Regions from separate parts of the Mus musculus genome. Here regions 1 and 3 are each linked to region 2. The links are chromatin contacts, called in public HiChIP or PLAC-seq and promoter capture Hi-C maps. All regions are on one chromosome and are shown on one strand. The core of a region is the stretch at or near the end of the contact, and the rest is flanking DNA. Distances in the headings are between cores, read along the strand shown.

Region 1 (2,700 bases), core at 112-2,611, 130 kb before region 2:
CACCTAGCTTGGAACTCTCCCCAGGTAAGTCTATAACACCGGACTCTCCCAGCTTGGCACTTTCCTGTGAGCTCAGCATTTTGAAACAAGTCTATCAAAGGCTTTCCTTCTGTCCTCTGTCTTTTGCTGTCCCCGAGGCTCCTGTGCACCCCACCCCTGCCACACCCGTGGAACATTCCCTGAGCCCTGTTGGATTCTCCCTCACCTGTGAAGGACTGAATTTATTTTAGACCCTGGAAAAATTCAGTCACGGCATTAATCAGATTAACACAGTTTACCCAGGGGAGCCCAGTGCCCTTGAATTACTTTGTAACTTTACAATTACAGTACACATTTTGTATCATTTACATACACATTTTGTTGGCTACAATTCTGCAAATTATGTAATATGTACCGGTTTTATGGAATGGAAAACAGGTGCAGAGAAATGAGATTTTTCTAAAGGCACAGGAGTGGTAGGTGACATGTTTGAGTTCTGAATTCTCATTCTAGAACTATTGCTATTAAGCATTATTGCCTCTCCAGTCAACCCAAGGAGGGGGCCGGGCCAAACAGTGACGGTACTTTTTAACCATCTCACACAGCTTTCCCTCCATCCCGATCATCTTTTGACTACCCCTCTCAGAAACCAGTCCCTCCCATGGCATGGCACCCACTGCCAATCAACCCCTTACCTGGGTGGTCCATATGGGACACTAATAAGTGGATGGTGAAGTCCAGGAAGGAGCAGTTGCATATCCAGGGGTTCCCACTTAGGTACAGAGTCTGGAGCACCACCAGGTGGTGGAAGCCATTATGGTCGATGATGTGCAATCCGGTGTTTCTGAGGTCCAGGTACCTCAAAGACGTGGTGTTGGCAAAGACGTATTTGTCAAGATACAACAGGTGAGGGTTGTGTGAAATGTTCAGCCGCACCAGGTTGGTGAGCACTGAGAAGCTGAAAGGGGAGATGGAAGTTAGGTTGTTGGAGCTGAGGTCAAGGTAGATGAGTCTGAAGATCCCGATGAAGGTATAATCCATCACCTCTCGAATCCGGTTGTTCTGACAGTCCAAGTAAACGAGGTCACTGAGGAATCCCAGCTGCAAAGCTGGTAAACTAGTGATTTTGTTATTGTTCAGGTATAGTCTCCGGGTGTTCAGAGGAATATCAGCTGGGTATTCCGTTAGGTGCAAATCTATGCAGGCTACTTCTTGGTCTTGACACACACACTTGTTTGGACACTTGGACCCTGATACCAACCCCATTCCAAGAGAAAAGAGTAACAACTTGGAGCTAGGGCCTGAAGCAAGGGACATAGTAAGAAGCCAAGGTTCCCCTCCTTCTACCTTCCTGAGGGCGGGTACAAGCTGTCCTTCTGATCTGAAGGCTGCCGAGGGGTGGGGCAGGGCAGGGGATGGGTGCTGGAAAAAACTGTAACACTCTAGCTTTGTGCAAAGCAATTTTCCATTACAGGAGAACTGAACAGAAGTTGAAACACGAGGCCCAGTGCCCTGCTGCCGGCTTGGTGGCTCTGCTACTTGCTCAGTCCGAGTGCTGTTGGAAGCTCGCCCACTTGGCAGCTCTGAAAGGTCTCACCCTTTCCCTGCCTTTGTAAGTGAAGGGGAGCCAGGGGAGAACCGCATGACAATGAGGTTGCCAGTTGACACTTTTGTGATGTCAGCAGCCTCGGGAGACTCTGAGGCAGAGGGAGAGAGGTTTCTCACCTCTCCTTCTGGGTGGTCAGGGGTGTTTTGTGTATGTAGGTAAGCTTGCTCTCTGGAGGAGTCAGGCATGCAGGTGTGGGGGGAACACACATGAGGGCCCTGTGTGCAGGTGTGTGCCAGGGCATTCTTGGAGTGTTCATATCAGCTCCACACGGAGGTGTCAGAGAGGATTTGGCCAGATATAAGCCCTTAGTCCATTCCTAGTGGGAACCTGGGATGTCTCCAGCCCTATCATCCTTTCTGGTGATCAGCTTTTAGAGCAGACCGTTTCCTGGTTTCTAAATTTTGAGGGATGTCAGTTGTTTTTAGAAGATAGGAAAGGGGTTTGCCTCTTTTGTAATAAATCCTCTGATAAGGTGAGACTCTTAAGATTTTATTTCTAGGTTTTATACATCCTTGTCTACATTTGGATTGTGTGTGTATGTGTGTGTGTGTGCACACATGCATGTACACATTCTTATTTTAAAAAGACTTTTTTGAACAGTAAGTTATTCCCCTTAAAACAAAGCCCAAACGCAGAATAAAAACCTGTGAGTGTGATAATATGAATCATTTCTTATGACTTGTGTTTTTCAAGGAGTTTAAACACAGCGAGTACAGGTCTAGTGTTTCTACTGTGAGTTTCTGCTCATTAAGTGCTTGACAGATGAAAGGAGTCTCTAGAGGAATGGGGTCTGGGGTGTATAACTCTCTCTGTGGGGGAAGGCATGAGGTCAGAAATGAAGATGAAGCACCTCAGGAGTTAAAATGGGTTATTTATGGAAAGCAGTACCTTATTCTTTAAAAACCTTCACATATAATGTAGGTGGGAATATTAATAGCTCAATGAAACTTGTATTTAGCTTAGCATAGCGCCTGGCACTAGGCATTTAATAAATACTTATTGAATGAATGATGCGTGAATGTCTCTGATGGCTTGCTTCCTTTTCTTGCTTCTCTGCCAAGAGAGAAATGAATAAAGTCGAGTGGATTCATGGCTAGTTAGCTAATGCTTGG
Region 2 (2,700 bases), core at 162-2,661:
AGCTAACCCCTTTCTCTACCTTGAGGGTGTTTATAGAAATGGCATTATTAGAAACAAGGTGTGTGTGTGTGTGTGCGCACATGTGCGTGTGTGTTTGGCGTATGTATGTACACAAGGGTGCATACCCATACACACAAATGCAGAAGGCAGCAAAAGGATGCCAGGTGTCTTCCCGCTCTGTCCCAGTCTCCCTGTGAACCCAGAGCTCACCATTTCTTCTTCAGCTAGGCTGATGGCTAGCCAGTCCATCCATCAATCCTCCTGACTCCCCTCCCCTCCCCACTGCTGGGGTTGTAGGTACACGTGGCCACATTTGACTGTGTTCCATGGGGTGGGTGTGGGGTTCTGAACTCAGATCGAGAAACATGCCCATCAAACATTCTTAGTCGCTGAGCCATTTCCCCAGCCCCCTCTCTATGTCTTGAAATCTTAATGATACATGGATGGTCTGGAAAAACCAGGAGCATCTAGGGAAGGCATGACTAGTTGACATGATAGATCGTTCAGATGATCCAGTGACAAACTCCATAGGCGGCTGTTCTGTGGCTGAGATCCTGCACAAAGACGCGTCATCGAGAGGAAATCGGTTGTTGAATTGCTCTCTAGAGATGGGATGGGATGGGGTGGGATGGGAGTGAGTTCCCAACATTAAGGTGTTCAGGTATAGCCTGAGCGGTGCTTTCTCAGAGAATCTGAACAACAGACCCAAAAAATCAAAGGGTCTTACACTTTCCACTGTGAGTTGGTTGGCTCTAACCAAGGGAATCTCGGTGTCAGTGAGGATGCTGGGACCATCTTTGAGCAGATGGCACAATGATGCTGCTCAAGGTGAAGTTATTCCCCCAGTGAAACATCAGAGTGGGTACCACTCTGTGGAGGCAACATCCCCTTCCTACCTGTAGGTAAGGCTCCCTGTGAACCTGCTGTGTGAGCTTCAATTGTTAGAGTCCAGACCACTGTTGCTGGCCACCCAAGCAGGAGGGGCCCAATCCAAATCTAAAGGCTGCTCTATTTTAGTTTTTCCGTCTTTGGGCATCTAGTCTCATGCTTTTCTAATTTCGTGCCTTATGAAAGGGCTCTGTTCTCTCTTGGCCCCCAACCCCCGCCCCCTTTCACAGATCAAATAACAAGTGCACTGGACAGAGAGGAGCCAGAGTGAGAAAATGCATTTTAATAAAACCCCATTGATTTTTTTTTGTGGGTGCGAGTCAAGGAAAAGGCACCTAAAGAGTCTTTATCGCCTGCCATCTCCCCCTCCTTTTCTCCTGACCCACTAGGGCAGTCACACATCGATTGGTTCCCAGCTAATAGATTGTGCCACCCGGTAGGAACCTCTGGGGACTAGCGGGGAGCTGGAAGAGTCGCTCACAGCAGCCCAACCCAGAGTTAATCAAACTAGCAACAGGATCTCAGGCGCAGTGGTGGCGGCGGCGGCGGCGGCGGCAGCAGTAGCAACAGCAGCAGCGACGGCGGCGGCAAGAGGCAAGGAGAGGTAGCAGCGGCGGCAGCATTATGCGTGATTACTGACAGGCACCAGCTGCTGCGGCCGCCACAGCCTCTCAACACTATGTGGACTCTCGGATCTAGAGGCAGATTCCTGACTAATCCCAGAGGGCTGGCCCAGCCTGCGCTCTCCCGGCTGCTAGCAAGCGATGGCCACTCTTGTTAGCCCAAGTTGACGGAAGCCCGGCTGTGCCTGGGAGCCGAGAGAGAGAGAGAGAGAGAGAGAGAGAGAGAGAGAGAGAGAGAGAGAGGCTGTACTCTTCAGAAGCGCAGCAGAGGAATGAACTGAGCAGCCAACATGTATGGAAATTATTCCCACTTCATGAAGTTTCCCACCGGCTTTGGTGGTAAGGACCTCACTTGGGCTTCACCGTCTTGAGTGTGAACCTGTCCGGGAGAGGCCGGGGAGGAAACGGGATAAACGTAGCTTGGAATCGGAAGGCCAGCGTGCATGTTCATATGCATGTGTAGTGGGTACACGGCGCGTTTCGTGGGTGCTTGTCCATGCAGAAGACAGAATGGTCCCAAGGTGAAGGCATGTTTGCATATCAGAAGAAGGTCCTGGGATATTTATGAGAGTCTGAACCAGCGTGTTGGAAAGGGTTTGAAACAAAGCTTTGCTACAACCCCACATGTCTGTGTGGGTGTGAAAAGTGAGAGTGAGGGAAATTGCTAAGATGTACCTATTATTTAATTTAATTTGTAATGAGGGGGGAAAAGTGATGTAAAAGGTTTTGCTTGGGCAAAAAGTCCCGGAAATACTTTACAACAAGGGCAAGGTTGTTTTTACTTAAAAGCTCGTTTCTTTACAGTTGGATTTTCAGAAGGGAAACATAGCCCTTTAATTTGCCACACTGTTTCCTCCCTGCTTTCTTCCCTTTTGATTTGCTAATAACCTCTTCTCTCCTCCCCTGCTGCTGCCCCCAATTCCACAGCAAGGGTTGCTGTCTTCATTTCCGCCCTGGGGGTCGAGATCTAGGGCTGGGGGTAGGGAAGGCCAGGTTCTGAGAACCTACAAACTGTGGCTCCACATAGCCCAGCCAGGCAGGGGAGTCCCTCACTTCCCGCGGAAGCTTCAGGAGGCTGAGTTCACTCACTGGCTGCCTTCATGCCAGGGCATCTGTCCTTAAGGACCCCTCCCATCAGGGACAGGAGTAGCCCAGACACCCATCCACGTGTAAATGCAACCAGCAGCCA
Region 3 (2,700 bases), core at 158-2,657, 160 kb before region 2:
GACTCTTCTCTCACTCCTCTCTGCGCTTTTCTTCAAGTAATCCCACACAGAACTGTGGTCGGACTCAGCCACTCTCGAGTGATTCTGATTTCAGCATATTTGGCTCAGAGTCCCACGTGTGCTGCCAGTGTCGGCCCTGTGGATCTGCTCAGGGTGGCTCTGCTGTTATGTCTGAGTATAATAAAGCAGCAATTCTGGCCTCCCTAAGTTCCTCCTAGGACCACACCACTCAACTGTATCCTTTTAACGACTTTCCACAGTTTTTAGGATAGAGATCGAATCTTTTTTATGACGTGATCCGTTTTTTTTTTCCGTCTCTCATTTGTATGACTGTTTCACTGCCTGTAATATGGCTACAGTGTTCTCTTCTTTCACCCCCTTAAGTGTGGCATGCTCCTCTTTGCTGCTGTACCTTGGGGCTTTGCACATGATTCCCTGTTCAGAAAGTTCTTACCCTGACCTCCACTCTTAAAGCATCAGCTCTGACGTCTCCTGCCTGGTGAAGTCCTCTCTCCCTTCTCCAGGCTGGGAGAGTTGGTTTGCTTTGCTTTCTTTTCGTAGTCTAAAAAGCTTATGTGCACAACACACACACATATGTAATTATACTAATAATATATGTACATATATACACATATATACATAGTGCATATTTTGCTACCATTTCCTTGTGTGACTCTTCACCTGGGTTGCAAGGTCACAGGGGAGGTTCTGCCTCATTCTCCATTAAAAAAAAAATCATTAAAAAGTTTTAAGTCAGCATGTAATAATTGTATAAATTATTGATTTCAGAGTTCTTCACCAAATCTTTCTTTGAAGGAGTGAACTGACTCTCTTGCCAGATGTTCTGGAATTGAGGTTGAGCAAGCCTGGCGCTTCCATGGTACATATGCAAGAGGGAACTGGATCTGGGCAGCCGAGAAAGCTCATGATCTCCTCAAAGCCACCAAGTTTTTAAGGACCTACTTTTTGGGCCTGGACTAGATTTGTCTTTCATACAAAGAATCTCTTGACTGTAACGTTACAGTCTGAGTTCAGCCCCTATTTCGCTTGAGAGAAAATGAACATGACAGAGATTAGTAATGCGCTCAGGTTCACAGAGCCCCAGAGGAAATGCCCATGTCAATACCGCCGCTGCTCGCTGTGGTGAATTTCTTCCTGCTTGCATTGGGTGGGGATAAGGGGTTAAGACTAGATTAGCCTAAGGAGATTTTCTGTGGGAACAGTAATCCAGAGAAGCTTCTTAGTGGGAGACTCTCGGGGTTCAGTCTGTTGCCACAGACTGTCTTGTGTGCCACAATCTAGGGAGAGTGGTAGGGAGCTGCTGGCATGTGCCCTGCCTGGCCTTTACCAACTTCAGAAGAGGTAAATAAAGAAGAATTACAAGCCATCAGCAATTTCTGAGAGAGGCCAGATCAAAGGGACAACAGGCCAGGTTTAGTGAGTGCTAATTGGGAACGAGCCCAGAGTCACTAAAATGAGTTCAGGGAGTGATGTGCAATTAGCCACCAAGTTGTATACCTGTGTGTATTGTTCTTATACGTTAACCCCTTGGCCTAAATAATTGGTCTGCTTAAGAAGCCAGCCCACCTACATCCTTTCATCATTAGTCTCTTGTCAAACACTTAGTTCTGCCTACAATTTCCCCATAATCTCAGTGGCTCTTCAGTGCTATCTGAACTATTATTGCCAGTGCACAGTTTCCACCATCTGGCTTCTTGCAAAGAACCCATAAGCCTTTTAAAGCCTTAATAACAATTCTTTAGGTGCGCTGTAACAAATCTATTGGCTTTTAACTAGAATGTTAGGGGACAGCAGCTAGAAGGGAGTGAGATAGGATCTTACAAAATCAAATTTGGAAAGCAGATCTGAAAAGGAAATGAGAGAGAGAGAGAGAGAGAGAGAGAGACAGAGACAGAGACAGAGAGAGACAGAGACAGAGAGAGACAGAGAGAGAGAGAGAATATGTATGTATGTGCTGGTAGAGGAAATATCACACATGGAGGTCCTGGATGATAAGCACTAATGTCTTTCCAGCTGTAAGTCACTAAGGGGAGTTAACACTCTGCTCTGCTTCACTCTAAGATGCCATAATTCACAGGTGTTAGATTTCATGTAGCCAACACCCCCACCAATCCATATAGCAAAGTTTTAAGCTAATCAGACTAACATGTCACCTCTTTGTGTTTGTGCATGTGTTCATGTATGTGTGGGCATGTGTGTGTGTGTGTGTTCGTGTCCACAAGTGTACATTCATGCCCATGTGTGTGGGAACCAGATAATAGAGACAGAGATACTGTGTTTCCCTTTGTCACTCTCTGCCTTTTTTTCTAGAGATAGAATCCGTTAATGAACGTGAAGCTCACTGAGTTTTTGCTAGCCTGGTTACTTGCAGTCCCATTTTCCCCCGCTTGCCCACCCCATCCTGGGGTTACATGCATGAGCAACCACACCCATCTTTTTGATGTTTGTGATGGGCATCCGAGCTCAGGTCCTCATGCTTGTGTTGCAGGTGTTCTTATCCACCGAGCCATCTCCTCAACCCCAGGACTGCTTGTTTTAATGTGCATTTATTTGGTTTCTGGTGAGAGTAAATATATCTTTGTGTGCTTGCTGCAAATGATCTGTTTCTGCCCCTGTTTCTGTTAAGGGTTCTCAATTTTCCTTTCAGTCTTCAGCTGTCTCTTGAACATTCTCGATATT

What was found. Promoter capture Hi-C pulls out the DNA fragments that hold promoters and counts their contacts. HiChIP or PLAC-seq counts read pairs in DNA pulled down with a chosen protein or histone mark.
Region 1: a contact with region 2 is called in a promoter capture Hi-C map of neural stem cells. The contact joins the promoter of Lrrc52 here to the promoter of Rxrg in region 2. A contact is called at or near these places in 21 of 39 promoter capture datasets (the 3T3-L1 cell line, 3T3-L1-derived adipocytes, the HPC-7 cell line and 14 more), 3 of 484 Hi-C or Micro-C datasets (cortical neurons, cranial neural crest and reprogramming fibroblasts), 4 of 115 datasets of contacts at active chromatin or transcription factors (craniofacial prominence, embryonic forebrain, forebrain and 1 more) and 4 of 9 other capture datasets (adipose tissue, liver, macrophages and 1 more).
Region 3: a contact with region 2 is called in an H3K4me3 HiChIP or PLAC-seq map of embryonic limb bud, with 3 times the contacts expected there. The contact joins the enhancer-like site here to the promoter of Rxrg in region 2. A contact is called at or near these places in 7 of 39 promoter capture datasets (3T3-L1-derived adipocytes, HPC-7-derived erythroid cells, cranial neural crest and 4 more), 16 of 115 datasets of contacts at active chromatin or transcription factors (SST interneurons, craniofacial prominence, embryonic basal ganglia and 10 more) and 3 of 9 other capture datasets (embryonic stem cells, liver and pancreatic islet).

What each region holds. Positions count from the first base shown.
Region 1 is chr1:167,465,419-167,468,118 of GRCm38.p6, forward strand. Lrrc52 (leucine rich repeat containing 52) reads right to left here and starts at 1,362. Exons shown (of 2, transcript NM_001013382.3): 1 at 675-1,362. The coding sequence starts at 1,296.
Region 2 is chr1:167,596,951-167,599,650 of GRCm38.p6, forward strand. It overlaps Rxrg (retinoid X receptor gamma), which reads left to right and starts at 1,412. Exons shown (of 10, transcript NM_009107.3): 1 at 1,412-1,850. The coding sequence starts at 1,802.
Region 3 is chr1:167,437,239-167,439,938 of GRCm38.p6, forward strand. All of the region lies in intron 1 of Gm34207 (a long non-coding RNA gene), which reads left to right. Among named protein-coding and RNA genes, the nearest start is that of Gm34207, 15 kb to the left of the region's middle. Within about 2 kb of position 1,408, at least 2 of the 459 cell types and tissues checked have an H3K27ac peak or open chromatin away from gene starts, as enhancers often do. A contact at or near this core is called in embryonic limb bud, where this site is marked.